Regions from separate parts of the Sus scrofa genome. Here regions 1 and 3 are each linked to region 2. A link is a contact called in public HiChIP or PLAC-seq data. All regions are on one chromosome and are shown on one strand. Each heading gives the region's core, a stretch centred on a gene start, on an enhancer-like site or on the middle of the called end of the contact. The rest is flanking DNA. Distances are from core to core; before and after follow the strand shown. Region 1 holds the start of SLC26A6 (solute carrier family 26 member 6). Region 2 holds the start of CCDC51 (coiled-coil domain-containing protein 51). Region 3 holds the start of NCKIPSD (NCK-interacting protein with SH3 domain).

What was found. HiChIP or PLAC-seq counts read pairs in DNA pulled down with a chosen protein or histone mark.
Region 1: an H3K27ac HiChIP or PLAC-seq map of alveolar macrophages shows a contact between it and region 2. The contact joins the promoter of SLC26A6 here to the promoter of CCDC51 in region 2. A contact is called at or near these places in 1 of 5 promoter capture datasets (fetal liver) and 1 of 2 datasets of contacts at active chromatin or transcription factors (alveolar macrophages).
Region 3: a contact with region 2 is called in an H3K27ac HiChIP or PLAC-seq map of alveolar macrophages. The contact joins the promoter of NCKIPSD here to the promoter of CCDC51 in region 2. A contact is called at or near these places in 1 of 5 promoter capture datasets (fetal liver) and 1 of 2 datasets of contacts at active chromatin or transcription factors (alveolar macrophages).

What each region holds. Positions count from the first base shown.
Region 1 is chr13:31,329,164-31,331,863 of Sscrofa11.1, forward strand. SLC26A6 (solute carrier family 26 member 6) reads right to left here and starts at 1,382. Exons shown (of 21, transcript NM_001012298.2): 1 at 1,360-1,382. The coding sequence starts at 1,382. It overlaps CELSR3 (cadherin EGF LAG seven-pass G-type receptor 3), which reads right to left. Exons shown (of 36, transcript XM_021070639.1): 36 at 2,400-2,700.
Region 2 is chr13:31,152,228-31,154,927 of Sscrofa11.1, forward strand. CCDC51 (coiled-coil domain-containing protein 51) reads right to left here and starts at 1,373. Exons shown (of 4, transcript XM_003132182.4): 1 at 1,265-1,373. LOC100521518 (a long non-coding RNA gene) reads left to right here and starts at 1,387. Exons shown (of 4, transcript XR_306773.3): 1 at 1,387-1,502; 2 at 1,587-1,642; 3 at 1,725-1,812.
Region 3 is chr13:31,376,298-31,378,997 of Sscrofa11.1, forward strand. It overlaps NCKIPSD (NCK-interacting protein with SH3 domain), which reads right to left and starts at 1,387. Exons shown (of 13, transcript XM_021070642.1): 1 at 1,092-1,387. The coding sequence starts at 1,262.

The DNA.
Region 1 (2,700 bases), core at 132-2,631, 180 kb after region 2:
CCTCTATTCACAGGAGGAGGCTCTAAGAGAAGGAAAGTGTTGGGGCTAAGATAGCCCTTGGGCCTCCAGCTCAGGCCTAATCTGGGAAAGCCGGGGGATGCCTCTCACCTGGAGGGACATGTTCCCACCTGGAAAGGGAAGCTCCCATCAGAAGGGGGGACAGTCTCACCTAAGGGAAACTTTCATCTAAGAGGAAAATTTTTCACCAGCCTAGGTAAGTTTTGTACTGGGCAGAACCTCTGATCTGCCCAGTGGCAACCACCTGAATAAGGGGAAGGATCTCACTGGGGAATAGGAGATTTGGGGGGAGGGAGTTCTCACCTGGGAGGAAGCTGTCCCAGAAATAGTTGTGGTCTGGCAATAAGAGCTCTTAGAGGGGGAGCGCTTACCTGGGGGAAAGTTCTCACCTGCCAAAAAAGTTCTAATCTGGAAGGTATTCTCACCTAAGGGAAGATCTGATCTTGAGGAAGCTCCTACACATAATGGGAGAAAGCTCTCACCTGGGAAGGGATCTCCGGGGGCGGGAAGAATCTTACCCAGAGGGAGGCTCTGCCCTACTGGGAAAGCCTTCACCCCTGAGGAAAGTTCTGATCTGAGAGAAGCTCTTACCTAGGGTGAGCTTCCCACCCGAGGGGCAGAAACTCACCGGGAAAGAACTCTAACCTGATGTCCCGGCTAGAGGAAGGAGTGGTGGAGTGGGTGAGAGCACGATCCTCAGACTCTTGGCGAGTCGCGCCCGTCTCACAGAGATCTTTGAGCCCCCTCGCCCCTCCTCCGTGAGTCACTCGAGGTCTTAAAGGGCTCCTGCCCCCGCCACCACCAGCCCCCTTGCCCCCCCCCCCCCGCACCGGTGCTTGGAGGACCGGGCCTAGATACTTGGCCCCTCCCTCTGGGAGGGCCCTGCAACCAGAAGGGCCAGAGTGCTCATTCCCCGACCAGTTGCATCACTGGACTCAGGTCCCCGCTATGGGCATTCTTGTAGCCACGTCCCGGGCCCAACGTGCCGCCCCGGAGCACCTCCTAGGCCGGTACTCCTCCACACGCAGCTGCCTCCTGGTGGCAGCCAGCTAGCCCCTGGACAACGCTAGAGGGGCTTTCCGCACTGCCCGTAGGGGTTGGGGCCGCACCGGTTCCCACCCCATCCCTCGCTATGGTTGGGCAGGTGTCTGCAGAAAATCGCCAAAACAGTAAACCGAGGCGCGTCAGGCGGGAAGTGCCTGCTAGGGACTCGGCGATCCCTTCAGAGCTAACCCAAGCGGGGCGCCTGCTCGGGGGCCTAGGGGTGGTCCGCGCCTCGGACACCGGACACCTCGCGGACTCGGACACCGGGAACAGGGGCCGTGCCCTGTACTCACTCACCCAGGCGCTTCTGACAGCCCCATTGCGGGTGGGCGGCGGAGATGCAGCAGCTCCTAGGTCTCCGGCAAGAGGCCGCTACGGCCCAAAAGGCGGGGCCGGGACGGAGGCAAGGCCTGGGGCGCGCTCCCAGCAGCCAATCCTCAGGCGGGACGGGGAAGGCTTGGGCCAGTCAGCGTGCCGGGGCGGGGCCTAAGGGACAAGGTCGCGGCGCTGAGAAGCAGAAGGAGGGAGATTTAACCCCTTCCTTCCCGAGCGCCTTGGTTTGCGCTCCCCCTCGTGGCTCGCCTAGCTTGTCTCCCTGAGCTGTAGTTAACTAAAGGACAGGGACTAAGGATCCGAGCTGGCCCGGTACCTGCGGCCCTAGGTCCCAGAGTGGGACGGGACTAATACCAGGTCCTGGCTTCTTGCCCAGTGTCCTCGCAGGACGTCTAGGGGCGCGGCTGGGACGTCTAGGAGCCTTAGTTCTCCTTGAGTTATTCAGGTCCACGGGGCATGGCATGTCTCTGACACGGAAGGGGCTCAAAAGGCCTCCCTTTAACTCTGGACACGCGGACCTGAAAGGCTGCGAGGTTCCCCTCCCCGGCACAAAGCTCAGACCGGGAATCAGGCCTGAAGGCTTCTGCTTGATTTCTGGAGGAACGCGATGTCCTGGCAGCTTCAAGTCTGAAGGGTGACAGGAGTCAATACTGTCAATGGACTGAGGGCAGTTCCTAGGGTTCTTTTGAGGGCTAGGGCAAATGCCAGATCAGGGCTGCAGGCCCTGCAGACTTAGGAAGCCGTCAAGTTGCTGCCTTGAGAAGGCCTTATTCTCAGCACCCGCACTCAAACTTCAGGCCCAACCTCAAGGCGACCAGATAGAATATGGGATGAAAGCGTTAGGAATCTGGTCCAAATCTTCAGATGAAATGAGCTAAAAATAGCCAAATAGCCTTGGGGAAGTGGGGGGGGGGGCAGTGCTCAGATTTCTCCCAAAGGTCAGCCTGGTCTGAATCATAGTCATCCTGCTACCCACCCCACCCCCAAACAGAAAGAGGCAATAACCATTTTCTATAGAAGTTTATTCCCAAAACAGAGCGCGGCTTCACGGAACAATTTACACAGACAGGAAAAGGAGCCACTGGGCTGGAGGGGGGACCCCCAGACAGAGAGGGGCCTCTATAGAACCTAGGACATAGCAAGGACAATCCACTCTCCCCACAGCAGGCTCCTCAACCCTTCATGGGCTGAGGTCACTCTGGGTAAGGAGAGCTGGAGTCCTGGCTGGCGGGATTTGGCACCAGTCAGTAAAGCAGAACTTTTAATCTCCTTGGAGACTGCCTCCCAAGAGTATGAGTGAAGGAG
Region 2 (2,700 bases), core at 123-2,622:
TCCCAATCAGGCCAAAACTCTCGCATCATCCCTGACTCTGCTTTCTCTCCCTCCTCACATTCAATCTATTAGCAAAAGCCATCTCTACCTCTGAAACTGAATACAGAATCACCCTTCCCTTTGCTCCTGCCACTGCTATCGCCTAGTCCCAGCGACCAACATCTTTTGCCAGGATTATACTAAGAGCCTCTGAAAGGTCTCCCTGCTTATACTCTCTAGCTCCGACTGTCAACGGAGTAGTGATCCCTTCAAAACACAAGTCAGACCATGTTTCTCTCTGCTCAAACCCTGCAAGGTTCTCCACTTGCCTCAAGGTAAAAGCCAAAATCTTGTCCATAGCCTAGAGGGCATTCAACACTTGGCTCTCCAACTTTCCTGACCTCATCTCCCACTGGTCTTCTGTTCCTGCTCTGCTCCAGTCACATGGAACACCCCCCACCCCCACCACGATTTATCAAGATAAAGCTGACATACATCATTGTATAAGTTAAAAGTGTACAATATGATGAGTTGATACATGTGTATACTGCTAAATGTTTACCACAGGAAGATTAGCTAACATATCCTTCACCTCACATTACTACCGTGCAAGGTTCTTCTTGATGTTGCACACTAGGTTATTCCAACTTCCAGGATCTTCACATTGCACCAGTTGTTCGCTATCCTATTGCTTGCTCAAATGTCAAAGCCATCCACTCCCACCCCAAGACACCTTACCTACTTTCTCCGCTTTATTTTCCCCCAGGCGCATATCACATGACCCAAGGTACGCATTTCACTTATCTACTTATATTCGGTCTCACCCACCAGAAGGTCAGCTTGACCAGAGCAAGATGAATGCCTGTTCCCTGCTGCACCCTCAGTGCCTAAAGTACTACCTGCATGGGTCACACTCAACAAAAACGTATTGGATGAATAAGCAGAGTTTGCAAAATGTCGCACCCCGGGCTGTATTACAAAACCCTAATTCCTTTCAGTGGCCTCCAAAGCTCTAGAACCAGGCGATCTAGCCCCAGCCCAATTCTGCCTCTTCCCTGGCATCTCTCTCCAGTCACGCTGTGTTTTCCTCGGTTCTAGGAACGTGTCCTAGCTTCAAGGCCTTTGCACAAACCCTTTCGTCTACCTGCAGTGCTTCCCTCATGAAGGGTCCCAAGCTTAGCGTCTGCGGTTAAGCATGCCTGGCGGCTTCCGGACCCTCCCGGAGCAAGACACTACCACCCACCCCCGCGCTTCGCCCTCCGCCCTCCGCCCTCCACCCCCGTACCTGAAGCGCTGGGCGCGGGATCCTCAACCTCAATCGAACGCCCGCCGCTCAGTTGATCTCTGACCCTTTAGTGCCTGCCCCCGCAGGGCCACTTCCGGCAGCGGGCACACAACTTCCGGACTCGGAGCCAATCAGCAGGTCTGCATGGAGGTATAGACGCAGGGGGTGGGACGCAGCGCTCCGCATCCGGTGGCAGGGTCTGGGGAAGGGGCGGTAGGCGCCATGTCGGGCCGCGAAGGTAAGTGTGCAGGGCCGGTGTGATGTGGCGGAGAGGGAGGGGACCCGGAGGGGGCCAGGCTGAGCGTGCTCGTGTCGCCCGCAGGTGGCAAGAAGAAGCCCCTGAAGCAGCCCAAGAAACAGGCCAAGGAGATGGACGAGGTGAGTGCGGGCGCGGAGGCGTGGACGGGAGCGAAGGGGCTGGGAAATCTGCCTGGAGTGAATCCGCTCTTCCTCTCTCTAGGAAGATAAGGCATTCAAGCAGAAACAAAAGGAGGAGCAAAAGAAACTCGAGGAGCTAAAAGCGAAGGCCGCGGGGAAAGGCCCCTTGGGTAAGTGAGATTGAGTAGAGCTCAGATAAACGTTTGAGCGTCATTCTGTATATTGGCCACGGCAGGTCAATGCCCTGCCTCGTTAGTGAGTTGCGAGGTCTCTGTTGCTGGTGTTGGTAGCGGTGGACAACCCTGGCCAAGCTTAGATTCGCAGCAGCAGAAAGAGCTGGAGCCAGACCTAGTTTAGGCTTCTCTTCCTTAGGAAAGTGGCAGAAATGGAAATACAGAAATGTGTATGTCTCAGTTACAAGTTCATACGGTAGAGTTTCCATATATCCTACACAGGTTCTTGCTCCAAATATGTATTCACTGCTTCTTTGTTGCTTATAACATTTCTTGATTTACTACTCTTAACTTTAACATATACTTTTGCATCCAGAGTCTTTTCGATCCTGAATGCCCCTAGAGTAATGGATAAAGTCCTGGCTCCTTGGCTGTGCTATTGCACAATATGCTTTTTTAACCTAATTCTCTACCATTCTGCCTCTTTTGTCTTTGTATAAGAGGAATTGATTATATATCAAAAGATTTTTAATCCCATTAGTCTCAGTACTTTTTGTTTTTCTTAAGTGCTGTTTACATTTATCAAACTAGTGGTTATTTCCTTGGCAGTTACCTATATCCTCTTGGATTGCTATGAGCCAGACTGGGGACAGTGAAGTCTAGGATGGTGGGAGTGTCCTTCAGGGCTTCTCTCAACATCTATTCTAGTGGGTTTATTCGTTTTTGTTTACACAGCACTGAGATTCTAGCTATTGAGATTCTTTCTCGGAGTGATGTGAGGTATTGTGCATAATCTGTGATTAGGTGTTGGGAGAAAGGCAATCCTTACTAAAGTCCTTTACTACTGGTTTCTTTTTCTTTTCTTTCTTTCTTTCTTTTTTTTTG
Region 3 (2,700 bases), core at 137-2,636, 220 kb after region 2:
TGGCAAGACCAGATGGCATCTCCAAATTTATCCTGTTATTTCTGTCCTGAACTGGGCTGGGATAGGATGTCTCCTAAAGACTAGGGACTAGGATGGGGCGGAGGTGTCTGGCACAGGGCAGGCCTAGAGGCTCCAGGCCCTCCTTCCCCTGTGATCAGAATAGACCAGCTGGAGACAATGCACCCCAGCCCCCACACCAGGACTATTCTTGGGGAAACAGGAACTGGGACTGCAGCCTTTACTGGAAGGAAATGGGGCTACAGCCAGACCAAGGGAAGCCCTGGAGAGGTCTCACTTCCTTGCAATGGGAGAAGCCCCCACCCAGAGTGGGGATAAGGAGAGATGGAGCCCCTCACTTTCTGAGAAAGGAAGTCTGAAAAGTCAGGGCCTGAGGCTTGTGAAAGAAGGTAGAGAGAGTAGTGCCGGGGAGTGTCAGCAGGGACTGGGATCTCTGGCTCAAAGTGGGTTAGCAAATGTGTCTTAGGAAGGGTTTAGGAAATGAGAGAGTACAGGGTAGTCAAAGACATGAGGTCTAGGGGCTTGGGGGTTATTTAGGGGATGAGGCTTCTGGGTCCAAGTTGGGGTGGGGTGAGGGTATGGAGATGGCTGGAAACAGGAAGTGTCCAGGGTTTCCCAGGTCTCCGTGGTGGAAGCTGAGGGATGAGAAGCAAGCCTGTGGGATCCTGAGGATCCCAGGAAGGGGCTGATTAGGTCTGGGGTCTCAGTGATGTGTGGAACCGGTCAGAATTTGGTGTTGCTGGAATCTCAGGACTGACTCTTGAATTCTATTTGGATGGGGGTTCAGATGTTGGGTCCCGATGGGTCCGCGATCCCAAGGAGTCTTAGTACTAGATTTAGGCTTTGGTGGGTCTGGACTCCTCAGAGTTGGCTGTCAAGGGCATGGTCTTCTGTGGGGGTGCGGGTTCTTAGAGCCCCAGTCCTTGTGGCGGGGGTGGTCTCAGGGTCAGTTTCTCAAACTCCATTATCTGTTGGAGGTCCCAACGGACCTGGGGTGTCGGGTCAGCCTTGTGAGGCTGTTCTGGAGCTGACCTAGGGGCTGCAGAGGTCGGGCCAGGGAGGGGCACACTCACCTGCAGGCGGCGCAGGTAGGCGGGCGGCACGTAGCCCGTCTCGCCACTGCGCGCCCGCGCCGCCAGCCACCAGTGCGCGCTGCTGCGCTCCAGCACCAGGAAGGTCTCGCCCGCGGCGAACGCCAGCGCGTTGGGCTCCGCCGAGCGGAACGCGTACAGCGCGCGGTACATGGGGACGGGCCAGGCTGGGCCGGGGCGGGCCGGGGCAAGAGAGATGGCGAGGTCTGTGGATTCAGGACGCCAGGCCAGGAGCGCCTCGCCGCGCTCGCCTTGCCCCGTGACATACGGCGCGTGCGCGCGCGCGCCCGCCGCAGCCCCGCCCCGGGAGTGTGTCGGTCTCCGAGCAGAAGCGCGGAGCCCCCTGGTGGCCTAAAGCACTGGCGAGTCCATCGCCCTTTCTGCCAGTTCCGTGGGCTTCTGCAACCCTGCAAGCTCATGCCTCCCGACCTCCGCACCCTCCCTAGAACCCCAGCCTTAGCTTCTCTCGCCTAGCCCTCCACTCCCTTTATCCACTCAAGCCCAAGTGCTGCCGGCTGTGCTACTTTCCCAAAGTAGCGTTCTGCCTGCAGCCCAAAGGCAGAGCCAGTGTCCTTCGCAGATAGTCCCGTGAGTCCTGGCCACCCCGAAGGAGTGGGTCCTGACCTACTAATATAAAGGTCCCCGTGAAGGTAGTCCTGTTGTTGCATCTTGATACTTAAAGGCGTCAGTAGGGGCTGGGTCTCCACGGTATCTCTAGGCCTTCGGATCCCGCTTACCGCACCAGTGGTAGGCACTGGGGTGCAAGGAGGGGGCTTTAAAAACAAAACAAAAAAACCACAGCGTGGGGCCATTTCTCTGTCCAAAGTCCTCCCATCCTCCCTTCCCAGCCTACTGCCTCTCTCCCACCACTAGCATCCCTCTCCTTCTCTAATGTGGGTCTTTGCCTAGTTTCCTCTGCCTGGGACACTTCCCTCCCTCAAGCATAACGTTGCTGGGTGCTCGAACCCCTATAAATTGCTGTCACGTTGCTCTTTCTGTTGTCTCTGGCGACTTACAACTCCAGGTTATCTTGTTTCTGATGCTTCTCTAAGAGCAGACAGAAGGGCTAGTGGAGGGTGCGGAGTATGTGGCCTTAAGAGCTTGTTTGATTGGTTCACCTTCAAGTCAGCCTTGGGAGGATAAGGGCTGTGAGGGGAAACCCTCAGGCTCAGAGTCCTGGGGACCTCCTATTCCTGCCCAGGGGCTACTCCAGACACATTCCCTTTGGAAGTCTGGGCCCAGGGAACAGGGACTATAGGCACAACCAGGCCAGTGTATGCAGTCGGCCTGCTTTTGGACACAGTGGACATATGCATAGGTGGCCTTGGAGAGGTGATGGGAAGTTCAGGCAAAGGATATGTCTGCTAGAACTGGACATCCTGATCCTACCTTCCTGGCATTGGTATCGTGTCCTTCTTCCCAATATCTAGTTCTGCAGTTCAAGAACTACCACACTTCTTCCCTAAAATCTTCCTAGCACAGACGTAGGTCTCTTAGGAACTGCCCTGGCTAGAGCTATGTAAAGGATGAGACTAGCATAGCTATAGTGGGGTCCAGGACTGAGTAGGAGTGCTAAAAGGTAGTATGGCCA